Regions from separate parts of the Mus musculus genome. Here region 1 is linked to region 2. Evidence: chromatin contacts called from public Hi-C data. All regions are on one chromosome and are shown on one strand. The core of a region is the stretch at or near the end of the contact, and the rest is flanking DNA. Distances in the headings are between cores, read along the strand shown.

Evidence for each region. A called contact is a pair of places that touch in the nucleus more often than the background predicts.
Region 1: a contact with region 2 is called in a Hi-C map of liver, with 4 times the contacts expected there. The contact joins two enhancer-like sites. A contact is called at or near these places in 8 of 484 Hi-C or Micro-C datasets (cerebellar granule neurons, cerebellum, cortical neurons and 2 more), 3 of 115 datasets of contacts at active chromatin or transcription factors (all in embryonic stem cells) and 1 of 9 other capture datasets (embryonic stem cells).

The regions. Positions count from the first base shown.
Region 1 is chr7:101,610,402-101,615,233 of GRCm38.p6, forward strand. No RefSeq gene overlaps it. Among named protein-coding and RNA genes, the nearest start is that of Art2b, 32 kb to the left of the region's middle. Within about 2 kb of position 2,535, at least 11 of the 459 cell types and tissues checked have an H3K27ac peak or open chromatin away from gene starts, as enhancers often do. A contact at or near this core is called in liver, where this site is marked.
Region 2 is chr7:101,058,845-101,063,999 of GRCm38.p6, forward strand. It overlaps the pseudogene Gm5735. Among named protein-coding and RNA genes, the nearest start is that of Fchsd2, 47 kb to the right of the region's middle. Within about 2 kb of position 3,512, at least 81 of the 459 cell types and tissues checked have an H3K27ac peak or open chromatin away from gene starts, as enhancers often do. A contact at or near this core is called in liver, where this site is marked.

The DNA.
Region 1 (4,832 bases), core at 1,285-3,784, 550 kb after region 2:
CCTTCCTGAGTTCTATGAATTGTATCCTGGGTATTCTGTACTTTTTACTAAAATCCACTTATTAGTGAGTACATACTATGCATGTCCTTTGGGGTCTGAGTTACCTCACTCAGGATGATATTTTCTAGTTCTATCCATTTGCCTGCAAAACTCATTGGGTCCTCGTTCTTAATGGCTGAGTAGCATTCCATTGTGTAAATGAACCACATTTTCTGTATCCATTCTTCTGTTGTGGGACATCTGGGTTGTTTCCAGCTTCTTGCTATCACTGATAAGGCCACTATGAACATAGAAGAGTTCCTGCCCCTGTGGTATGGTGGAGCATCTTTTGGGTATATGCACAAGAGAAGTATAGCTGTTGGAGTTTCCAGAGAAAGAGAACCAATAGAATGTTGGGGAAAGGGGTGGTAGATAGATAAGAGAGAGGCAGATGATAGATAGATAGATAGATAGATAGATAGATAGATAGATAGATAGATAGTAGATGATAGATGCATGCATAAATACCTAGACACATGAATACATGAAAACATGACAGATACATAGATACATAGACATGTTAGAGAGGTAGAAGATAGATAGATAGATAGATAGATAGATAGATAGATAGATAGATAGATAGACAGATAGACAGACAGATGGAAATTCACTTGTTTATAGAAGTGGGCAAGTCCTAAGATCTCAAGATCTTCAGAATAAGCCAGGGATAGAAATCCAGGGGAGTCAGTGGCCCAGCTCCAGTGTGAGCCTGAAGCAGGAGGGTCCATGGTGCAGAAGCTAATGCTCACCATTTTCTTAATGTCCACAGAATAACATTCCTTTTTTAACCCATAGGATTGATTTTTGGAGCAATTATTGATTTACAGAAACATAGAACAGAGCCTAGGGAACCATGTATTCTCTACATAAGTTTCTTGTTAAGATTTGTTAAAAGTAATGAATCCATATTGTTACATTATGGTGGAGTCAAATCCATTTTATTTGCATTTCCCTAATTTCTACCTAGTAATCTTTTTATGTGTCAGAACTCATTCAGGACAACCCAGAACACTTAGTGGTTGTTTTAAGTCACTGTTGTTGCCATGATCAAGACAAAAACATTACCAAAACAAACAGAAAACCTTAACAAGAACAACTCTAAGGAGAAAGAGTTTATTTTGGTTTATGGTCCCAGATACAGTCCACCATTGTGGGAAAGACATGGCAGCAGACAGGGAACACAGAGGCAGGAACAAGAGGCTGGCTGATGACATTTCCTCCATACTCAGGAGGCAGAGAGTGATGAATGTGTGTGCTTTCTCCTTTTTGTTCAGTCCAGGACCTAGGCCCAGGGATGGAGCCACACAGCTCGGGACTAGGTCTTCCCAACACAATTATCTCAGTTAAGATGGTCTTCAGAGCTATGGAGAGACTTGTCTTCTAGAGTCTATCAAGTTGGCACCACCATCACAGCTAGCTGGCCTTCTTAGGTTTCTCTTGGCCATTCTCCTTAGTCGGTCATTATTTTCTTCCTCACATTTAAGGTAATAAAATTGCATCATTTGCCCCTTCCTTCTTCCTACAACCCATGTCCTCCAAAATATCTCTCTCTCTCTCTCTCTCTCTCTCTCTCTCTCTCTCTCTCTCTCTCTCTCTCACACACACACACACACACACACACACACACACACACGATTTTCAGCTGAATCCATTGAGTATTATTTGTATGTATACATCTTTAGAGCTGATCACTTGGAATTGGCTAACCATTTAGAGGTCTCATCCTGGGGATGATTAGTACTCTGTCTCTCAGCAGTATTTAATTGCCTGTAGCTCTTCATTTAGGGATAGATCCTTATAAGATTTCCCCACCCGCTGAGGCACATCAGCTGGTGTTATTGTTTGGGTCTTGGTTAGGCATATTGCTGAGATTTTTGTGGATGTAGCTTACCTGTAAAAAGTAGAAGACAGATTTACAACACACTTCCTGTTTCTCTGGCTCTTATGGTCTTTTCCACCCCTACCCCTTCTGAGATGTTCCTTGAACATTAGGTATGTTGAGTTGCAGATGCATTATTTGGAGACGGGCACCCCATAGTCTGTTGTTCTGTCTTATGGATGATTGTGAGTCACTAAGCGGGTGCTGGGAATTGAACCCAGATCCTCTGCAATGCTCTTAGCCATCTCTCCAGCCCTGTTACTTTTTAAATGTTATTCTCATATATATATAATTCTCCCATCCATTTACTTTTAACTTGCCTAAAGCATTATATTTGAAGTGGTGAAAGACCCTAGTGGGGAGACCCCACTCAAGTCCCAAGACAGCGTGCACCCAAGGAATCATGACGGAGCTCCAGGCTGACACGTATCTCACGCAGGAGACAGAGGTGTCGACCACGAGGCTCAAAAGTTAGGGGTTTATATAGGAAAAGAGTGGGGATAGGGGAAGAATTGGAGCGGCTTCACACAATTGGACAGTTTAAACATCAGCAAACTGTACGTGCAGATCGAGGTAAGAGCAGAGCATCTGGTTAACATTTAACCCATGTCAGAAGGGCGGGAGATAGGGAGGTGCCATGCCAGTCCGGACATCCTGGTAAGTCTTCCCTATCTTTTATGGCTAGCCAGTTCCTGGAATGACTTAACAGCAACAGCCTTTGTTCTTTGCTTTAGGCCCAAAAAGCCCTCCTAACTAGCAAGCTGCATGAGTCATGGACCTTGAATTTTAATTTTCTTTCAGTGGATTTCTTGTAGAGAATATACAATTGGGTTGTATTTTATCACCTACCCTGATATGTATCTTAGCTGCTAGTCTTAGATCATTTTCATATCATAGTTATTAACATATTAGGGCTTAAAACTACCATTTTGTTTCTTCTTTTCTGTCCCCTATCCCTCTTCTTTTTTCTTACCTTCCTATGATGGCTTGAAATGCTTTTTAGATCGTTTTGTTTGGTTTGGTTTGGTTTTGGTTTTGGTTTTGATTTTTCAAGACAAGGTTTCTCTGTGTAGCCCTGGCTGTACTGGAACTCACTCTGTAGACCAGGCTGGCCTCAAACTGAGAAATCCGCCTGCCTCTGCCTCCCAAGTGCTGGGATTAGAGGCGTGCAGGTACTTTTTTTTATGATTTATTTATTTCATTTATGTGAGTTTACTGTCACTGTCTTTTGACACACCAGAAGAGGGCATCAGATCCCCATTACAGATGGTTGTGAGCCACCATGTGGTTGCTGGGAATTGAACTCAAGCCCTCTGGATGAGCAGTCAGTGCTTTTTGTTCGTTTGTTTTTTGTTGGTTTTGTTTTTTGTTGTTTTGTTGTTTTTTGTTTATTTGTTTGTTTTGTTTTTCGAGACAGGGTTTCTCTGTATAGCCCTGGCTGTTCTGGAACTCACTTTGTAGACCAGGCTGGCCTCGAACTCAGAAATCCACCTGCCTCTGCCTCCTGAGTGCTGGGATTAAAGGCGTGTGCCACCACACCTGGCTCAGTCAGTGCTCTTAACCTCTGAGCTAACTCTCCAGCCCTAGATATTTATTTTTATTTATTTACAGTGCTTTATTTTATTTTTATTTTATTTTAAGTGGTCTAGGGCCAGGGTTTCCAGCCAGGCCTCAAACTTGCAATGTATCCAAGGATGACAAACTCTTAATCCTTCTGTTCCTGTCACCTGAGTCTTAGGATTGCAGGTATGCAGTTGCCACACCTAGTTAGTTAGCTTGGTGCTGAAGACTGACCGGGTTTTCACGAATGCTAGGCAAGCACTCTACCCACTGAGATATACCCCAGTCCTGTCTACAATGTTTTGGGTCCATCCATACCTTTGTATAGCTTTTTTGATGTTTTTTCTGGAGACTGTATATGTCTATCCATAACATTGTAGTCTACTGATGAAGTGGAAACTTATGGTATCTTTGGGTGGTATTTTTCTGAGGCAGACATGTGAAGGAGTGTTTTCCTAAAGCAGAAAAATTAGATCTGACCAGGGGAAAGCACTTATCACCTGAGACAAGGATATCTTTTCCAAGCAAACTATCCCAGTTACTGGTTTCTCCAAAATATGCATGCAAATCAACTATTAAAAACTATTAATCATTATCCCTAATGATTAATCCAACAGAGACTAGACAATACATAAACTGGACAAACAATGCAGAGACTGGATAAACACAGAGACTAGGCAATAAGTGCTACAGCTAGCTTTTTTTCAGACTAACCTATTTGGAGCCCAAACAGGAATTCTAGCAGGGACCCCCACATTATGCATTTAAGATCAGATCAGACAGTATTACAAATTTTTCTGTAACTATCAGATATAATTTAGAAAACTCAAGGGAAGACAGATCTAATCATGGTAGCTCACCTATAATCCCAGCACTTTGAGAAGCTGAGGACAGAGTATCAGGGAAGGTTCAAGGTCAGGATGGACTACATAGTAAGCTCAAGGACAGCCTGGGCTATAAAGAGGAATTTTGTCTCAAAACACAAAACAAAACAAACATATTTGTTTGTATTTTCCCTCATTTTTTGGTCTATCCATTTTCCTGCAAATGACATGATTTCATTCTTCTTTATTCTTTGCCAGATAATTCTAAAATTGATATAATCCATGTGTGCGTGTTATATGTGTATGAGTGTGTGTTATGTGTGAGAGTGTATGTGAGTATGACTGTGTGGTAGGTGAATGGTGTATGTGTGTGTGTGTATGTATGTAAGTGCCTGTGTGTGTGTGTATAGATGTGAGTTTGTGTGTATTTGTACATGTTATATGTGTGAGAGTGTGTGTTATGTGTGTGTCTGTGTGTATGAGTGTGAGTGGATGTGAATGTGACTGTGTAAGTACGAATGTACGTGAGT
Region 2 (5,155 bases), core at 2,262-4,761:
CTGATTTGACATCACGTCCCAGATGCTGGGGTTACAGGCACATAGCAGTTAGGGCTGGAATCCTGAGCCTTAAGTGGACTAAGCAAACATCTAGCAATATAGCAAGACCCTGTCTCAAACAACCTGTAACCCCAGCTACAGGTCTGTGTGTGTGTGTGTGTGTGTGTGTGTGTGTGTGTGTGTGTGTGTGTGTGTGTGTCTGAAGCAGCCTGTCTGGGTTACAGGATGAGTTCATGGCCACTTGGAATAATTAGCAAGAATCTCTCTCCAAACAACAACTCGGGTTGCTAGCCCTGCAGAGTGCATGTACCCACTGAGCCGTCTTCAGCCCCTCTGTAATTTCCTATTTGTCTTTTAAAGAAATACAATCAATCCTTAGTGTACATGGAGGACTAGTTCTAGGTACCCGGATGGATGGCTGTTCAAGTCCCTGCTAAGAGCTGCCAGAGTGTGTGCATACAGCTGTGCGTACTCCTCAGTAGAATGCAAATCATCTCCAGATTATGTGTGACACCTAATGCAATGCAAATAGATGCCACACTGCATTGTCTAGGGAATAGTGGCAAGAAGTCAAAGTCTGTGGATGCACAGAATCATCTGCATATTGAGCTTCTAAAGAAGGGGTGGCCTGAGTCTGTGAAAGGAGAACTGAAAATTCGGATGGACGATTAATACCGTAATACCAGCAGCAGGAAGTTAAGGTGTAGGGTGACAGATTGCATATATATATATGCATACATATACATATACATATATATAGATATATACATACTCCTATTTTATGAATTTTCTTCAGTGAACAGAGAAAAATGAGAGGTAAAAAAAGTGCTCGTGTATGGGGCTGGAGAGATGGCTTAGTGGCTAAGAGCATTTGCTGCTCTTGCAGAGAACCCAGGTTCTCCTGGCCTCTGAGGGCACCTGCAAGCACATGACATACATACTGAGAAGCAGGTGTGTGCACGCACATAAAATTTATAAAGCTAAATGCCAGTTTAGATGGAGAAATAAAGTAAGCAACTGTTTTCATTTTAAAAGAAGGAAGAGAGCCAGGTGGTGATGGCATACTCCTTTAATCCCAGCACTTGGGAGGCAGAGGCAGGCAGATCTCTGTGAGTTTGAAGCCAGCCTGGTCTACAGAGTGAGTTCCAGGACAGCCAGGGCTACACAGAGAAACCTTGTTTTGAAAACAACAGCAACAAATGGAAAAGGAAGAAGGGGGAGGCAGGGAGAGGAGGGGGGAAGGCGGGGGGGGGGGGCAGGGTGGTGGTGGAAGAGAGGTGTGTGTGTGGGAGTTCTTGGTAAAGTTATTTGATTCTTAGCACAAATACAAAAGTAAAATCAAAGCAGCCACATTTACACTCACAATGCCTTCTCCATGCTTTAAGAATGCTTATGTTTGAGCATCTGTGTGGTGAGGTGTGTTAATCTGGTAGACTTGTATGTGAGAGCATGGGTGCACGTGTCCTTGCACTTGCAGGGAGGCCCGAGGAGAACGCAGAAGAATGTCCTAAGCCTTTCCAGACAGGGTTTCTCACTGATGGGCAAGCCCCAGGGATCCTTTTGCTTCTACCTCCCAGAAGCTAGGGTTATAGGCTAGATATAGATAACTCCAGCTTGAGGGGTTTTTATCAACTTGACACAAGCTGGAGTTATCTGGGAAGAGGAATCTTAGTTGGTAAAATACCTCCATCCTATTGTCTGTAGGCAATTAATGATTGACATGGGATGACCCAGCCCAATGGGGCAGGGCCATTCCTGGGCAAACGGGCATTGGTGGTATAAGAAAGCAGCGAGCAAGCCCCTGCCGAGCAAGCCAGGAAACAACATTTCTTTGTGGTTTCTGCTTTAGTTCCTGCCCCAACTTCCTTCCAATGAAGTGCTGTAAGCTGTAAAAAAAAAGAAACCCTTTCCTTCCCAAGTCGTGGTATTTCATCATAGCAACAGAGACCTATGTTAAAAACAAAACCAAAAAAACTTAGTGATGGAATCTGAACCTAGGTCTTCATGCTTGTCCAGTGTTCTCACACACGGAGTCACCAACGGAGTCTCACGCGGCTCAGGCTGACCTCGAACTTCCAACATAGCTTGTTACAAACTTGGCCTCCTTATCCTCCTTCCTCTACTTGCCTAATGCTGTTACCAGCATTTGCCAACGCACCAAGCTCTCCATGGGTTTCACAGCCTGTTCCTGAACTGAGTACCATTCACTCTTGCAAGACAAAGGTTTAACTCCAAATCCGTGACCTCTACCCTGCAGGTCCCCATCAAAGCATCCCTGATTCTCATCCAGTAGAGTGGTCCTCTACTATTGTGCCTGCGGCCTCTACTATTGCGCCTCCGGCCTGCCTGCATGGAATAGCTTTTTTTTTTTTTTTTAAGTTCTTCACATTTTTATTCTTTGTGCACAAAGACTAGCATGATTGGTTCTGCTTGGTAATCAGTCGAACAATCCATTCAAGGTCGCTTAGTCCAACTTAGTCCTTAGTCATTCGCGTACTGCCGGAAGCACTGGCGGCACAAGTTCAGCCCGTATTTGCGGATCAGACCGTGGCGGTTAGAGCAGACGCGGCAAGAGCGGGAACCCTGGCCGAACTTCCGTGGGTGACTCCAGTAGAGCTGCTGGTGACCCATCTTAGCATTTTTATCCCCAGTGCCCAGCTCATTCCTTCTATCCCCAGAGAGTTCTGAGTGGGATCTCCAGAGGGATTCAAGTCCCATGGATTGGACCCCAGGTGGCGCTGTCTGCCCGTGAAAGAGTCGAGGAAACCCAGAACCCGGAGCCTCTGGTCCCGGCAGCCAGCGATGAAACCTCAAATTCCAATCCTGCTTGTCCTCGCAACATCACCCCATGAAACATCATCCCACGCAACGCATCCATGCCTGGTTTATTCTCATTCTCTCTCTCTCTCTCTCTCTCTCTCTCTCCACCTCCCACTTCCCCAACCCCACTCCACCCGCCAAATGACAACTTTCAGGAGTTGGTTCTTCTTCCATCCTTCGGGTCCTGAGGAGCAAACTCAGGTTGGTTGGCTTTGCAGCAAGTAGCGTTATCCACTGAACCATCCTACCAGAACTCGGCGCCTGGTTTTACATTTCAGCATTTCAAGGCTGGATGCCAGAAGAAGTGGGTAACCCGCAGGCTATCCCAGCTGTTTCCTGGGGGACCTAACTTTCCCAGAAAATGGCATGAATATCGTTATTTCTTTCAGAATGCCACCTAAGTCTTTCTGAGGAGACGCTACTCCCCTATCTGGTACAAACCCTCTTACCTCCCTCCTTGTTGGAAAACATGGCTACGAAGTACAAGGTTCTGATTCTGAATCTAGCCCTGGTGTGCTCATTTCCCCAAGCTTTAGGGACCCTGTGTGTGACACGCAGACTAGCCCCAGCACTCTGGGCTACCAGTCCCCAGAATCTCTGCTGATTGAGAAAGGCAAGAGGTGTGGCCAGTCAGCATCTTGGCTAAGGGCAGGCTGCCCTGGAGTTGCCAGAAGGAAAACATTTTCCGGGAGCCGGAAGGGCTGGCAGAACCCAGGGCCGGGTGGAGAGACCACAATGGACCCTTGTGTGGTGGTTTAGCTTGGACTCACCCGCAGGCCCAGCTTCTAGGGCAGGGTGGGCCCTGTTTTCTGATCTGCAGCCAGACCCAGCTCCTAAACAACCCGCCCTGGGCCCAGACAGGAGCCAGAACTTTGCTTCAAGTCCAGAGGGTGTGAAGCACACAGGCCGGTGTCCAATGGCTTACTCTCCTCTGTCAGCCTTCCTGGAATCCTCCTGGCTAAAAAACTTCACATAAGCTTTGAAGGCCCATCTTCACAACCAGAAAGGCATCCAGCCCTGGGAGGTTTCTCCTTCAGGCCACCTAAGGGAGCTCAGAGCAGACCACGGTGTCCAGCCTGTGGTGACTTTGTTAATTATGCCTGGATTCTAGCCGGGCATGGTGGCACATGCCTTTAATCCCAGCATTTGGGAGGCAGAGGCAGGCGAATTTCTGAGTTTGAGGCTAGCCTGGTCTACAGAGTGAGTTCCAGGACAGCCAGGCTACACAGAGAAACCCTGTTTCCCAAAACCAAAAACCAAAAACCAAAAAAAAAAAAAAAAAAAAAAAAAAAGCCCAGAGTCCATCTTCAAGGCTTAGCTTCTCTACCCCAGGAAGCCTCAGTTTCCCCCTCTGCCAAGAGAGTTGGTAATTCACATCTGAGGGACAGAGATGCTGAGAGGGTATTTGAAGTGTCTGGCCTAGCCTCTGTCTCAGGAAAACACCCACCCAAGCCAGGCCAGACGGCTTGTGGCAGCCTGATGGTACTGTCAGAGATCAGGCCCTGGGCTCTGAATCTCCTCTGAAGCAGCGGACAGGAAGTCCTCCAGAGCACCCTGTGGACTGTACCCAACAATTCCCTTCTCTGAACCTTGAACTAATCATGCTTCAGGACAAAGGTCCTGCCCTTGTAAGCCTCTGAGTTGTTGCTGGGGACCCTAAAATTGCCAGGGTCCCACAGGCTCCTTCATATCAGCCATCACTGATTTAATCACAAAGGAGGTCTGGAGTTGCAGCTCAGCTGACAGAGGGATGAGCTAGCACAAAGCTCTTTAACCAGCACCTTTTAATGTTGGCTATAATGGTCTCAGAAACAAAATGTAAACAAACAAAACTGCCTTAAGTAGGCAATGGTGGCCTGTGCCTTTAAGTCCAGCACTCAGGAGGCAGAGGCACGCAGATTTTTTGAGTTCCGGGTCAGCCTGGTCTACAGAACAAGTACTAGGACACCGGGGATACACAAAAAAGAAACCTTGTTTCAAAAACCCAAAACAACAATCACACACACACACACATGCACACGCACACGCACACGCACTTCCTTAAGCATAGAAAGAGATCATACTTGAAGGAATTGCCGATAAGCTGATAACAGCCTTGCAGATGTCTCACGTTTGTTGGAACTTATTATGTAACACAGCCTGGCTTCAAACTCGTGACAGTTTTCATGCTTATGTGCTGACCTCCCAAGTGCTGGTATTGAAGGTATGAGCCACCACGCCCCACACAAATTGCTACTATTTAGAACAAGGAAATTAAAGGAGAAATACGAGATGTTGCACTTGGATCAAGTTTTAAAAGGGTTGAGATCTGAGAGGACAGGAACATAATGAAATG